Linked DNA regions of Zea mays: all the other regions are linked to region 3. A link is a contact called in public Hi-C data. All regions are on one chromosome and are shown on one strand. Each heading gives the region's core, a stretch centred on a gene start, on an enhancer-like site or on the middle of the called end of the contact. The rest is flanking DNA. Distances are from core to core; before and after follow the strand shown. Region 1 holds the start of LOC100216884 (Putative glycerol-3-phosphate transporter 1). Region 2 holds the start of LOC100277984. Region 3 holds the start of LOC100276999 (SnRNP core Sm protein Sm-X5-like protein).

What was found. A called contact is a pair of places that touch in the nucleus more often than the background predicts.
Region 1: a Hi-C map of endosperm shows a contact between it and region 3, with 4 times the contacts expected there. The contact joins the promoter of LOC100216884 here to the promoter of LOC100276999 in region 3. A contact is called at or near these places in 9 of 25 Hi-C or Micro-C datasets (bundle sheath, ear, endosperm and 3 more).
Region 2: a Hi-C map of ear shows a contact between it and region 3, with 2.4 times the contacts expected there. The contact joins the promoter of LOC100277984 here to the promoter of LOC100276999 in region 3. A contact is called at or near these places in 3 of 25 Hi-C or Micro-C datasets (ear, leaf and tassel).

What each region holds. Positions count from the first base shown.
Region 1 is chr4:35,083,933-35,088,555 of Zm-B73-REFERENCE-NAM-5.0, forward strand. It overlaps LOC100216884 (Putative glycerol-3-phosphate transporter 1), which reads right to left and starts at 1,494. Exons shown (of 3, transcript NM_001143271.1): 1 at 1,329-1,494. It also overlaps the pseudogene LOC100217289.
Region 2 is chr4:35,655,654-35,660,517 of Zm-B73-REFERENCE-NAM-5.0, forward strand. It overlaps LOC100277984, which reads left to right and starts at 3,123. Exons shown (of 1, transcript NM_001151411.2): 1 at 3,123-3,817. The coding sequence starts at 3,268. The coding sequence ends at 3,582. TRNAR-UCU (transfer RNA arginine (anticodon UCU)) reads left to right here and starts at 4,417; the gene lies at 4,417-4,489.
Region 3 is chr4:35,396,013-35,400,447 of Zm-B73-REFERENCE-NAM-5.0, forward strand. LOC100276999 (SnRNP core Sm protein Sm-X5-like protein) reads right to left here and starts at 2,267. Exons shown (of 4, transcript XM_008680044.4): 1 at 1,773-2,267; 2 at 1,436-1,476; 3 at 1,192-1,350. The coding sequence starts at 1,438. LOC100191474 (topoisomerase I) reads right to left here. Exons shown (of 16, transcript NM_001164334.2): 13 at 4,393-4,435; 14 at 4,197-4,300; 15 at 3,932-4,100; 16 at 3,479-3,835. The coding sequence ends at 3,767.

The DNA of each region.
Region 1 (4,623 bases), core at 244-2,743, 310 kb before region 3:
CAGGATAACAGGCGTGCAAGGAGCTTATGAATTCTACGTGGATAATTAAGAGTCTGAGACAGCAGATGTTAGCCAACTCTTTTACTTCATAATATGCAATCATGCTCTAAAAATTGATCTACTTACTCCGCAGTCAGATTCTATGATCACACTGTGACCTCGGAATCTCGGATCATAGACACGAGACACCTACAATTAGGCTCGCCTATTTGTTTCCTTGCAGGATTATATAATTCAACCTCTAGATTATACAAGCACCTAATGACCTACTTATGAATTATCATAATCTAGTTGTCTAGATTATATAATCCACATAATAATCTGTGTTGTTTGTTTGTCACTTAACTTATTTAAGTTGGATTATATAATATAACAGGGTCTTAGACAGGGTACTTAAATTTGCATCTCATAAAATGTCCCACTGATCAGAATCTCGCCAAATTAGTGCCCTCCTAACATTAGGTCAGCTGCGTTTGTAGCAGCCTATCAAGGAAGACTTAGGCTCGCTCCAGCAGGGTCCTGTAAAAACTCCTGTCCTCTAAATATAGAGGTTTGTCAGATCCTCTATCCCTCCAACAAGGGACTCTAAAAGATCCTCTAAAATTTAGAGGATGACATGCATGCGCTATGTATAGAGGATGTACGGCGGTGCTCTATACACTGTGCTGATTTCTATACACGTGCTGACGAGCGGTAAAAAATAATATATAATATCAAATCTAGTAGCATTGTTGATATAGAGGGTGAAATTTAGGGGATATTGTTGGAGATGAAGAAGATATAGAGTACAGAATCTTTTAAAGAGTGATGTAAAGGACAGAGAATATTCTTTTAGAGTATGAAATTTAGGGGACGTTGCTGGAGACAGCCTTAGCTCCCAAGTCCCCCCAAGTACTAGCGTGCTTTCTGAAACCTGCACGAGAAGAAAGGAAGTTTCCGTGTGGACGCAGGTAAAAAAAAGGTGATCTTGACATTTTACTAGTCCCAACGTCCTTGCAAAGGTCTCACAAGTCCAATCACAGGATCCGGCTGGCTGTTTCCGAGTTCCGACTCAACAGGTACCTGACAGCCCCCCTCCCCCCCCCCCCCCCCCCCCCCCCCCAAGTTCTGGATGGAAAAACACCACCGCATTGTCCCAAACTCCTATCGATTTCTTCACCAAAACTTCCGTCAATTTCCACCCAGAAGCCCGGCTAAACCGATTAAAAGTAGTACAGAACCACACACCACCATGAAAGTCAGTAACATCGAAGGAGCAAGAAGCAACAATACAAGCTGCGGATTCGCAGAGACCAAGAATGGGAACGGGGCTCGGCCAAAGCACGGACCTTTTTCAGGGCGATCGGAGCGGCGGCTCCTGCGCGCGCGCGCAAATGCACACGCGACGCGACGCGGCGGAATCACGCAACGGGCAGCGAGTTGGAAAAGGAGAAGAAGCCCCGCCCCGCCCCGCCGCGGCCGTGTTTCTTTCTTGTTCGTGGTGGTGTTCTCGAGCTCGGTTTGCGTGGTGCGGAGGGCGAAGGCACCGAAGCAAGAGCGCATTTATCGAAAGGTGCGCCGGGGATTTACGGTGCTGCCCTTGGACGGAACTGGCCCCTTCGCTTTGGTGTGCCTTTGCAGCGCGCGGGTATTCGGCGACATGGCAGGGGTAGGGTCGGAAATGGGGAGGAGGATCGGAACTCATGGCCGAGCCGACGGGGCGGCGAAGCTGTCCGATCCGAATATTCCCTTCCCGCCACTGGAATTATCCCTCGCGTGCCGTGCGGGTCCTTCTGCGCCCCGGACCGCCGCGTCACTGCGTGCCCGTCCCCACGGGCGCCGAGCCACAGGCCGCAGGACGGGCCACACGGGCGCCGAGCCACACAAGCCCACAGGCACCCGCACCGCACGAAAGCCAGCCCGCTTGGATCCGCCGCTGTTCTCGTCGCGCAGGAGCGGCGATTTCGGCTGCGCTTCCCCGTTCCCGCGGCCGTGACGCCAGACGGTGGGCCCCGTGTCGTCAGTCCACGTCAATGGGCAATGGCCGTGTTGTGGGCCCCGCTTCGACTGTCCCAGATAAAAACTGAGCCGCGCGAGCCCGGATCTTGTGTGGCACGCGTGTCTACACGTCTGCCGGCGGCCACAACCTGCGATGGCCCACAAGTTTTGAGGGATCTGCATGGGCGCCGGCCGCCGGGTATATTCTTGGAATAAACCATGCGAGATGCGTTCAACCATTCAAAATCAAATAATTGGTTCCATAGCCCATGCTCTCAAGTGTATGCAACTAGTGTCTATATATTTAATTATTTATTTAAAAAAATCTTTGTGCACCACTCATCATGGTAGTATCTCCCGCCTCATATAAGGGTTAGTTTAGAAACCACAAAAACAGTGAGAATTGGAGAGGCTAAAATTCTCTTCTTATTAATAAAAAGAGGATTTTATCCTCTCTAATCCCATTTGGGTTTTGGACTCGCAAACTAGTCCTAAATGTTGGGTGCAAAAGGGAGCGGGGTACTCAAAATTTCTTTTTACTACGGTTTCTGGTCAGAAAAAAATATAATTAAGAGTTAGTTTGACAACTCCATTTTCAAGAGATTTCCTTCTTCCTAAAAGGACCAATTTCTTTATAACAATGGGAATCCTTAAAAAATTGTGTTTGTTAAACTAGCACTAAAAGGCAATGTAAAAACATAAAAATTTTGGCGAAAAGTTAAATTTGATGCAAATTCGGTGTCTGCCCCGACTTAAGAAACGATCTATTTATGTGCATTGTGATACCATGAAAACCACTCAGTATTTTAAGCTAGTATTTAATTTAAAATAAGTTCAATTATATAATTTGGTCAGATCATAACCATAACACCACACCTGATGAATGGATAAACGGTGTTGCATAGACGACGAGCCGCAGTAGGAGTGGTGGTGAATCGCTCTAAATAAATTTTAATTTAAAAATAAATAGAAATAGGATCTGGTCCTAACTCGATCCAATTCTTAAATTTTATAGTGTAAAATTTAGAGTCCGTTGTCACCTCTCGCCACAAGTCATCCGGACCAGATAAACCATATGTGGTGGCAGAAGTGCCCAGGTAGTAACGTAGTGGGATTAATGTAATTATCCAACCACAAAAATAATCGCCGTAAAGCTTCGCGTGAGTTGTTTTTTCCCCAACGGTACAGGTCACAAATGGTGGCCATAGCAGAAGAAGACGACGACGCCGGAAAATGAAGATGAGATAGGTGGCGTACCGAAGCGGAGGCGCGCAACAGACACAGCGACGTGTTTCCCGATGTGCGTACAGGAACAGGACAGGATGTCGCGTGTGCGCCACATCTTCTTGGCTGGGTGCCTGGGTTGGAGATTTTGCAAGGTGCTACTCCCCTCCAGAGCGTAGATCTGGACAGCCACCCAGACTCCACGCATCCGGCGGCCCTCACGCCTACGTACAACATCATCTAAACATCATGTCTTTCTTTCTAGAGGTTTTTAAAGCTATCCTTTGCAAGTTACCAGCTTACTCATCCCCACTTTTGCTATTTCACGGGTCGTGTGGCTGTGGTTGTTTGCAGGGGCGGATTTACGACCAGGGCTGCCTAGGCTGCAGCCCCGGTCGTGGCCCAATAACGCGAGAAGGTATTCATCCGCAGCCTAGCTTCGCTAGTCGCTACGGGGTACATCGCGCTACCCTAGTCCAGTGTCCAGCCGCCGCCGAGCACATCCAGACGCCACACGCCAGAGCCGCTCAGGCTCAGCCGCAGACCTGCAGCGCAGCGCAGTTGGCAGTTGCCGTCTTGCCGACTTGCCGGCCGCCGCACGCCGCCACCGCCCAGGCCGCCAGCGCCAGGCGCGTCTTCCGCGCGGTCTTCTGGCGAGCTGAGCAGGCCGCCACCGCCCAGGCCCGACCGACGACTGCTGGCGAGCTGAGCAGGCTGCAGGCGAGCCGCGAGCAGGCAGAGCAGAGCAGAGCGGTGAGCACTAAGCAGCGATTAGCAGAGCATAGCAGCGAGCAGCCGGTGAGCCCTTCTGCTTCTGTTTTAATTTGAAGTTTTCTGTTTTAATTTGAAGTTTTAATTTGAATTTGATAGTAATCTCATGTTTAATTATAGGAATAAGATGGATAAATTTCTCATCAAGAACCAGAAGAAAGATGATTCTATTTCTAAAACAATTAGGACAAATGAGAGCCGTGTAGAACAAAAGAGACCACATATTGAGCTAGATATGAACAAAAGTGGCAACTGCAACTGTTGAGAGAGTTTTTTCTGCTATGAACATTATCAAGACTGAAAGAAGAAATAAAATGGGTGATGAATGGATGAATAACAGCATGCTATGCTATATTGAGCGGGATATGTTTGTAGAAATTGAAGATGAAAAGATTTTGAAGCATTTTCAAGGCTTAAGAACTCGGAAGATAAATTAACCTCGCAGCATCAACTCATGAACGGTATGTGTAAGATTATTGTATTTCTAGAATTTATATCGACTTATTTTTGGACTACATATTTCTTTAATGTTTAAATTATAACTTGCTTCTTGTGTCATATTAAATATCAATTATATTTTTTTGTTTGGTTTAAATTTTTTTATGTTAGTCTTAATTTAATAGCCCTCTCTTGAATCAATCCTGTATCCGC
Region 2 (4,864 bases), core at 1,873-4,372, 260 kb after region 3:
ATTTGAAGATCAAGATAGCGATCGTAGGGGAAGTATTATGGACACCATACATGGTATGGACAAGTGAAAGGATCACGATGCCCAAGAGGGGGTGAATTGGGCTTTTCTAAAAATCAACACTAATTAAAACCTAAGCAAGAGCTAAGCAAGAGTCCAACTTTACCCCACCAACTAGCACTGAGATAATAATACTAGAAATACAACAATGCTAAGACAATACTCCAAATACTTGCTAAACAAATACACAATGTAAAGTGCTTGAATTAAGTGCGGAATGTAAAGCAAGGTTTAGAAGACTCCTCCAATTTTTCCCGAGGTATCGAAGAGTCGGCACTCTCCACTAGTCCTCGTTGGAGCACCCGCGCAAGGGTATCGCTCCCTCTTGGTCCTCGCAAGAACCAAGTGCTCACTACGAGATGATCCTTTGCCACTCCGGCGCGGTGGATCCCTCGAGACCGCTTACAAACTTGAGTCGGGTCACCAACAAGATCTTCACGGTGATCACCGAGCTCCCAACGCCACCAAGCCGTCTAGGTGATGCTGATCACCAAGAGTAACAAGTCATAGACTTTTGCTTGACCAAGAGAAGCCTAATGCAAGTGGTGTGTGCTTTAGGTGGCTCTCGCTAGCGCTAATGAGGAACAAATGCGGGATTAAGATTCTCTAATCTCCTCACTAGGCTTTTGGTGCTTGCAATGCTCTACCAAGGTGCTGGAATTAATGTGGGCAGCAAGTCATTGAATATGGTGGGTGGAGGGGGTATAAATAGCACTCACCCACCAACTAGCCGTTACCAGCACTCTTCTGCGCATGGGCGCACCGGACAGTCTGGTGCGCCACTGGTGCGCCACCGTGCGCCAACGATCGACTCCAACGGCTAGTTCTAACAGTTAGCTGTTGGGCTGATGGCACACCGGACAGTGAACAGCCACTGTCCGGTGCACACCAGACAGTCCGGTGCACTGTCCGGTGCGCCACTAAAATTCATTTCTGAAACTGGCGCTCTCGGGTTTTCTGCTCGGGGAAAGCCTTCCCTTGGGCCAGCCTGACCCACCTGGCAGAGGGCGCACCGGACAGTCCGGTGCCCCAAGGCCAGAAACCATATTTCTTGTTTTTAGCTGTTTTTCAAATCGGTTTTCGTTCTAACTTGTGAGTGAGTTCTAGAGTGACACCTAGCACTATATGTGAGTGTGAATGTGCACCAACACTACACTAGAACTCTCTTGGTCAAACTACTCATCGACAACCCCTCTTTATAGTACGGCTAAAAGAGAATAAAAGACCTAACTAAATCACGAGTGTCCACAACTCCTTGACACTCAGACTTCGTAGTCCTTCACCTTTTGTTTCGTCGTTTAGCCGTCGCTTCAAGTTCTTATCTCCGGGATTGTTTTCACTGTTGTAGTACTTCTACCTGTAATGCGACCTAACTTACCATTTGTCTCTGCAAAACACATGTTAGTCACATATAACATTACGTTGTCATTAATCACTAAAACCAACCAGGGGCCTAGATGCTTTCAACAAGTACCATGAACTTTTGCAAGATTCCTTCAATAAAGTGGCATTGTAGCCTAGGACTTAACACTAGGTGAGCCCTAACAAAATGAGGTAGTAGAAAGAAGAAATCATACTTTGATGAATATGGTGCAGAGTATGTTGAGTTACTCCAATTTACCATTAGGTTTGTGGATGGATGCTTTAAAAATGACTATCCATATACTCAACATAGTCCCTAGTAAATCAATTCCTAAGACTCCATATTAGTTGTGGACTGAAAGAAAGCCCAAGATGAATTATCTGCATATTTAGGGCTATCCAGATGAAGCAAAAATCTTTAATCATGGATAAGTAGAATAGATGAAAGAACAGATTGTTATTTTATTGGCTACCCTAAGAAATAGAAAGGGTTCAGATTGCAGTGCCTAGTCAAACATCCTAAGTTTGTAGCAACAAAATATGTAGTATTATGAGAAAATAAAATGATCAAGGGAAGCATGGTACCCCAAGAAATAGTTCATTAGGAAAAGAGGGTGTATGCCCCAATTTTGATGGTTCAAAAACCATATTTCTCAATACATGTTGATGTTTCGATACTAGTCCATCCAAATGTTAATGAAATCCTAGCTACTAATGTTGAATCATCAAGCACGATTAAATTGATGTAGTTTTAAGGTACCAGAGATATATTGGAGAAACTTCCTCTACCATTGGAGAAACCCTAGAACCCTCAAAACGATGTAGTTTTAAGGTATTAGAGAGCCAGGAGATCTATGATCTCTAATGATTATAAAGTATGTGGTAGTGGAGAAATAGATGGTTATAGGATATGTTAATGACGATATATACTCTAAAGGAGAACACACTACTTCTCTACTATTATAAAGCACCAATTTCACTAGTTTTCAGGGTTCCACGGTCGTCGTATGTCACACTTTCCACTTTATGCAAAAATAAGGTAAAATTATATACAAGTGGAATTTGAACCTTGGTTGTCGGCTCTACATCCACACTATAGATATACAAAAAGCACGAAAGCCCGGTCCGAAGCACGTTTTTTTTTGGCCCGGTACGAGCCCGATCCGACCCAGCACGAATAAGCGAGCCGGGCCCGGACAGAAAACTAAGCACGGTGGGCTAGCCAGACACGACCCGTTTACCTCTAAACCCATCAAACCTAGTTTTTTGCACTAAATCGTGCTTACCGACTCGTTTTGACCCGCTTTTTTCGTGCTTACCGAGCCCGCGAGCTTAGACGACCCGGCCCGGTTTTCTAACCGTGCCTAGCGGGCCGGGCCCAAAATGGGTCGAGTCGGGCGATCCGTTTGGCCATCTCTAATCCACACCCACTTAACTAAGAAACACACATATTTTTTATATTTTATTAAAACAAAATCTATATATAATCTATATGGTATATAGAAACCACGGAAGCAAAATAAAACCTGGTGCACGCGCGCGTACGTGGAATTCAAGCGTGCCTTTTTGTTTCCTTGCACACTTCTAAAAACGGCTGTAATCTCCCTCTGTCACGACTCGGAGTCGGAGCCATCACGCTTTTCGTTGGTTTGCCTTTTCTGATCTCTATTTCTCTATATAAACTCCAATTGATCCGCCGGAGTAGGAGGTAGCCAATTAAGATAGATCGCCAGCCGGGCAGTAGCTCTGAGACAGATAGGAGAGAGAGAGATCGATCTGTATCGTCGTCGAAGCTAGCGGAAGGGTACGTTACGTACGCAGCGGCCGGCCCCTCGCTGATCGCGCGCGATGGAGCGGCGGAGCGGCGGCGCGGGGAGCTGCCTGGGGCTGCTGGCGGTGGCCGCGGTGTCGACGAGCATCATCCTCGTCTCCTACCGCCTCCACCGCCGGCTGGAGGCGGACCTCAGGGCCATGATCCTCGGCGAAGGTGACGACGACGGAGCAGCGGACCACGACCGGCGCCGGCCGCGTGGCACGACGACGACGAGAAGGAAGAAGAAGGTGCGCTTCGCGGCCGACGTGGCGGAGCCGTCGTCCAACAGCGAGGAGTACCGGCGGCGGCGGGCGCGTCCGTCGACAACAGCCACCAGCGCAAGAAGATAGCACGCCGCCGCTGCGCGTCAGCCCGGCGCCGCCTGCTCACCGCGGCACGCGTGAGCCGTACCCGTACCGTACGTCGTGGACCCGTGGTGGCTGTGTATCTTGCATGACGTGACGTGGCGTCGTGGCATGCACGTTCAGGCAGGCTTTGAGCTGCCGTAGGTAACGTAAGCCTTTGCGGTTGCTTTGGTGTAATAAACTCCATCACCGAGCTGTCATCATCATCATGTTCATTGGCTAAGCTTATTAACTCCTCCTGGATGGATCTATACGTGTGAGAGCTGCGAGAGGTACGGTGGTGTCAGAGAATGATTGATTGATTGATAGAGCACAAGATGCATAGAGGAGGCTGGATTCTTGGGGACTCTCCTCTTGTGATGGACTCCGTTGTTGCGCTGGCTGGCCTCTGCAAGGCCACGCCTGGTGCTGCAAACTCGTACCACCCCTCCACTTGTCGTGCTGAATAATGAATCCTCACCCGTCCAATCCAATCCACAAAGATAATCGCGCTGCAATAAAACCTTTCTCAATTTTCTTTTGTTTTTCTCTACTATATAAAACGGTCGTCGCCTTGTACTAGACTAAGATAAAATTTTGCATCAACAAAGGTGTTCAAATCTTGGTTGTTGGCTTCATATTTACACACATCTAATCAACAGAACACGTATAGATATATAGAAATCGTACGAGTATCTGACTGTTTAAGGAATCCATGAGAAGTACAAACGCGTTCAAGTAGCTTCAAGTGGTGTGTGGATGCTCGTGGTTTGTTGCGCCTGCAGAAAGTTTATGTTACGTATAGTAATACATATATGTAGGAACTAAAATGAACAGTTGGCGCCCATGGCCTAATGGATAAGGCGTCTGACTTCTAATCAGGCGATTGTGGGTTCGAGTCCCACTGGGCGTGTTGTTGTTTTTTTAATCTATATGTGATTTTTAATCATATCTATTTTACCCTTTATTTTCATTCGCTGTGTTCGCGTTGTTTATACTCTTTTTTTAATATATCCTTTTACCCCTTTTTGTGTTGCTTGTGCTTATTTTTTATTTCCTTGGTTCACTATGTTTGCAGGCACAATGGACCCGTGCTTTACGAAAACCATGCTGCCAAGTGTAACTGCCTAGGGGAATGACATGTCCATCTCTTCTTCTCTATCTATTTATAGACTTTAATTAACGAATTAAATAAACCTAATTATGTATAAAATATTTGAGGATATGATAAATCCGTACGGTAGATTTTTTTTTAACAAAAATACATTTATAATATAGATCGTATAGC
Region 3 (4,435 bases), core at 1,017-3,516:
CAGATGTGTCAACTTCCTAGTGTAAAATATCAATCTTTTTACCTTTTTCCTTCTTTACTTGAGACTATCAGATTACTTCCATTATCTAGAACAATAGGAAGGAAGCCTATCTTGCACTGGTGACTTGCCTATCTATATCTTGGCAGGGAATTAAAAGGTTTCAAATTTTCATGTGCAGGCATCAGTAAAATTTCCAAGAACATATCAGCAAATTTGAACGTCTATTAATGAAGGCTTCATTGATCAATGATCAATATGTTCATAATCAGGTTAACATCCTTTGTAAATCGACAATGAATTCAGAAGTTTAGACAACCAGAACTAGATGAGAAACTGACACAAGGGTGTGCCCCCACAACCTTCCATCTGTATATCTAAAGCATCTTTCTATGGAACTGAGTTCACCATAAGTAGGAATGGAGGCAGCGAACAAATGTATTATATTTAACTTATGCAACTTCTGGGCCATGATTTAGGAACAGAAATTTCATTCTCAAACTAACAGAGTTTCATCAATTTACAGTACAATACAATATTAACGAGAAAGCACACCAGGCACATGATAAAGAGGCTCATTAAGACACATTCAATCAACTTACGAGAATCTGGAAGTCTAGTGCACAATGCAAAAATGAATGCTTCAAGGATAAATCTGTGGGGTCGTTCTGTATTCATGGTCACTGAACACCATCGAATTACCCAAGCACCGTGTTCTGACAGCCAGCATTATGGTAAATATACTACAAGTCAACAGCACAGGTATGCAATTAGAGTAAGCTTGCGACAACAAACTTGTGCTGCTGTTCAGCACGTGTGAACATGGGTAGCATCAAATCACCCAAACACTAAGTTCTGACAGTCAATCTTAAGGTAAGTCCGCTAGAAATCAAGTGCACAATTATGCAATTAGTGTAAGGTCTGCCACAAGAATGCCTACACACATCCCTTATGGCCTTTATTTGTATAACATAGGAACCGTCCCACACAACCAAAGATGTCGTAAAAGGGGAGAAACGACTACTGCTATGGCCTTTCCCTGCAGTTCCCAGTTCCACCAAGTCGGCATCAAACAAGGGTGCATGTTAAACGACCAAGGAGCAACAATCTAATAGGCTACAAACTCTAACTGGTAGGATTAAGCTGAAGGGCATAATTCTGCAGCACAACAACACGACACAACAGCAGGCATACCATGTGGGGATACTTGTCCTGGTCGACTACGCGGGTGTTCTCGAGCTTGATGTTGAGGTACTGGTCAACCGAGTGGAGCGTCCCGCGGATCGCCAAGTCATTCTTGAGCTCCACTGTCACCTCCTTCCCCACCAGCTCCTTGAAGTAGGAGAAGAACAACTGCACGAGAAGAAAGGTGCATCAATACAACTCTGGCACAGGCCTAGCAAGAAACAAATCACCAGTACAAGAGGGGGGGGGATACCATAGTGTCTCTTCCTACTGCCTGCTCAGTTCAGTCGACCCCTGAAAATCAGCACAAACAAATTAGCACCCAAATTCAGGACAGGGGCACAAGTCTGCTCCCCCTCGTTCGCTCAACTAGACGACAGGTGCGCACGGATCCGCTATAGAACATGCGTACACGCGATATTTTTCTTCGCAAAAAAAATCGAAGTTGGTGGGTACAGTACATATTATGTACATGTAGATTGGTTCAGATCGGAACTCAAATAGCTCACTCTAGGGCTTGGCGTGCTCGGTTTCGCAGAGAGTGAAGGGATGGGAACTCAATGGAAGCGGACAGAAAGGAAGAGGCGTACCAGATGGACGCTCGTCGCCGGGGAAGGACCCAGCGAAGACCTAGCCAAGGGCGGCGCCGCTCGACCAGCCGTCGCCGCCAGGAAACAAGGCCACGAGAGGAGAGCACAGGGGGATGAGTCACGTGACCAACGGGCCGCCGAGAGAAGGATCGGGATGTGCGGGAGGAAGATTATGCGAGCAGGCCATAGCCCAACTGGTCAGCCCACCAACACTGCACAAGACCCATGCCACAGCTGGAGGATCGGGATGTGCGGGAGGAAGATTATGCGGGAGAAGATGGGAGCCTGCGAACGGCCCAAAAGTACTAGTTTTTTCCCGGTCCCTTTTTACAAATCAATTCGCTTTATATAATAGTCCCTTTACAAATCAATTTGCTTTCTTTAATAGTTCAAAAAACAAAAATATAAATCAATGTGTTCTTCAAGTCGTTAAAACATCAAAATATATTTATTAGCCTCCTCTAACCATTTCTAACATCTTACTCATAAAAAAATAAAAATGGTCCTTTGTGAAGGTTTATGCACCCCCAACAATCCCCTACACTACACCCTCTAAGGCTCACTCCAACAGGAGGCATGCAAATCGGGCCGCCATATATACTTTTGGCTGGTGTCTGTAGTTTACCTGTCCAGTCATACGCTAGATCTTTCCAACAGCACAGTCATCCATACGTTTAGCTGGAATGGAGTAGACACTGGGGCCCAGTGGTCAGTCAAGAATAAAGAATTTAGTTGTCGGTCACAGTACCAACCAATATGGTTTTTCTCTCCTGCCTTTCATTTTGCCTAACTCATTTAGCTGCTTCCTTGGAAGAAATATTGCACTCCTACAGTTGCTTCAGGACATCTATTTTAGCTTTACCTGGCCGGATGGCTGCTCTGTTGGAGTGAGCCTGAGTACGCCAGCCATTGGTAGCCAACAACAACCAGTCAAGGCTAGACCAGTAGCGATTGCCGCCCCCATCTTCGAGAGCGGTGTAGCCAGTATGGTCAGAGTTTTCTAGCGCATGTGCATAGAAGGCACTGTGGCAAAGACATAGTGGCGGCGACTTCTTTCTGCATGTATTGTTACTTACCCTAAGCCGTATCATATCACACATATCGATCAATTTTTTTAATGTAAGAAGATTCAAAAGTGGGATCAACAGTTGTTGGAGAGATGTCATTTTTTAATCCTGCCAAAAACGTCAAAATCAGAGGTGCGTTTTGAGAACTATCGGAGATGCTCTAATGTTAGCGTTAAAAGTTCCAAATATTACTTCGCTGCTTTTTTTTCTTCACGCGTGTTATGGATCTGTTGAAATTATAGAAGAACAACAAGCTCACATGATCTTGTACAAGCAATCAAAGATGATGTATGCATGAACATTAAAGGAAATTCTTAATGCTCAAGCTTCGACGTTTTTATAACTTCAGAAGCTCTGGAGGTAAGGATGCAACAAGGCAACGCGCAATATTTTCGAATGAACGACCTCTACAGCTGTTCATTATAGGGTATGAGTCATCTATTTATAGGGTCTGAGGAGTGGCGAAGAGAGGGGTCTCCTCATCTACACTGACAAAGTGATAATCCATCCTGATGGCCATCGTTTCGCCAAGCATTTATTCTCTACTACTATATACCAGCTGACTTTGGTGGACAAGGCAAGCTCACTAGTCGACAAAACACACAAACGACCACGGGATCATCCCTCAACAAGTCATCTATATTCAAGATTAAAACTCACTATGAATTCAATGTCCAACCGTTCTCAAACGAGCTCAGATTTCTCAGCAGAATACATATTGAACTTAGCGCAATTGAACCAAAAGAAAAAAAAAAGAAGGGCCTACAAAGAGAATGACGGGTGCTTTCCTTCGTTCCACGAGCAGGGGGGGTGGGGACTTTGAAAAAACAAACACCGAGCTCTTTCCTTTCCTAGCTGCAATTAGTGTCCAGGGAGAAGGGCTGGAAACTGGACCAAACTGGCTGGCACATGGTAGCCAATGGTCTCCTAGAATCTGAATTCCGGGTCAACGTCCATTGCCCATACAAATTTCGCGAGGAGAGATTTGTTGAAAATCTGTCAGCAGCACAGCAGGTTCAATAACTGCAGGCCTTTGCAACAGGGAAAATTTGGAGAAAAAACAAATGCGGTCTAGAACCAGAAATTGCGTACCTTCTCAATAGGGACTTCATGGCGTTTGCACCATGCCACGGTTATTCTAGGATCAAGATAGTTGATCTTTGACGTTCCAAGCGCAACTGTCTTCAGATCCTCTTTTATCCTCTTATCCATCTCCATCTTCTCTATCTTGCCTTCAAGTGTTGCAACCTTCTTTTGAATCCTGCAAGTAGGTTTTGTCAGGTTGCCTACCCTACTCTTTGTTCTAACACACAAAAACAAAATACAACAAAATGTATTGGTGGTTGAGATGTGTTACGCTTCAGGAGCCAAGTTCCTCTTTGGCTTCCCCTCTGAATCATAGCCTAGAGGCTTCCCTTTCTTTGCTTTGTTCAAGTCTGCTTTCAGCTCCTCCATCTGGGACTGGAGAAGAAAAGGCAAGTGTGTCAGACAGTTCAAGAAATCCCAAAGCTATGGCAGAAGTTTGAGCTGATAACTTGCAGCATAAACCAAACCTTCAACTCATCAATCTTTTCGTTCATTCTAGTCATCTGGGAC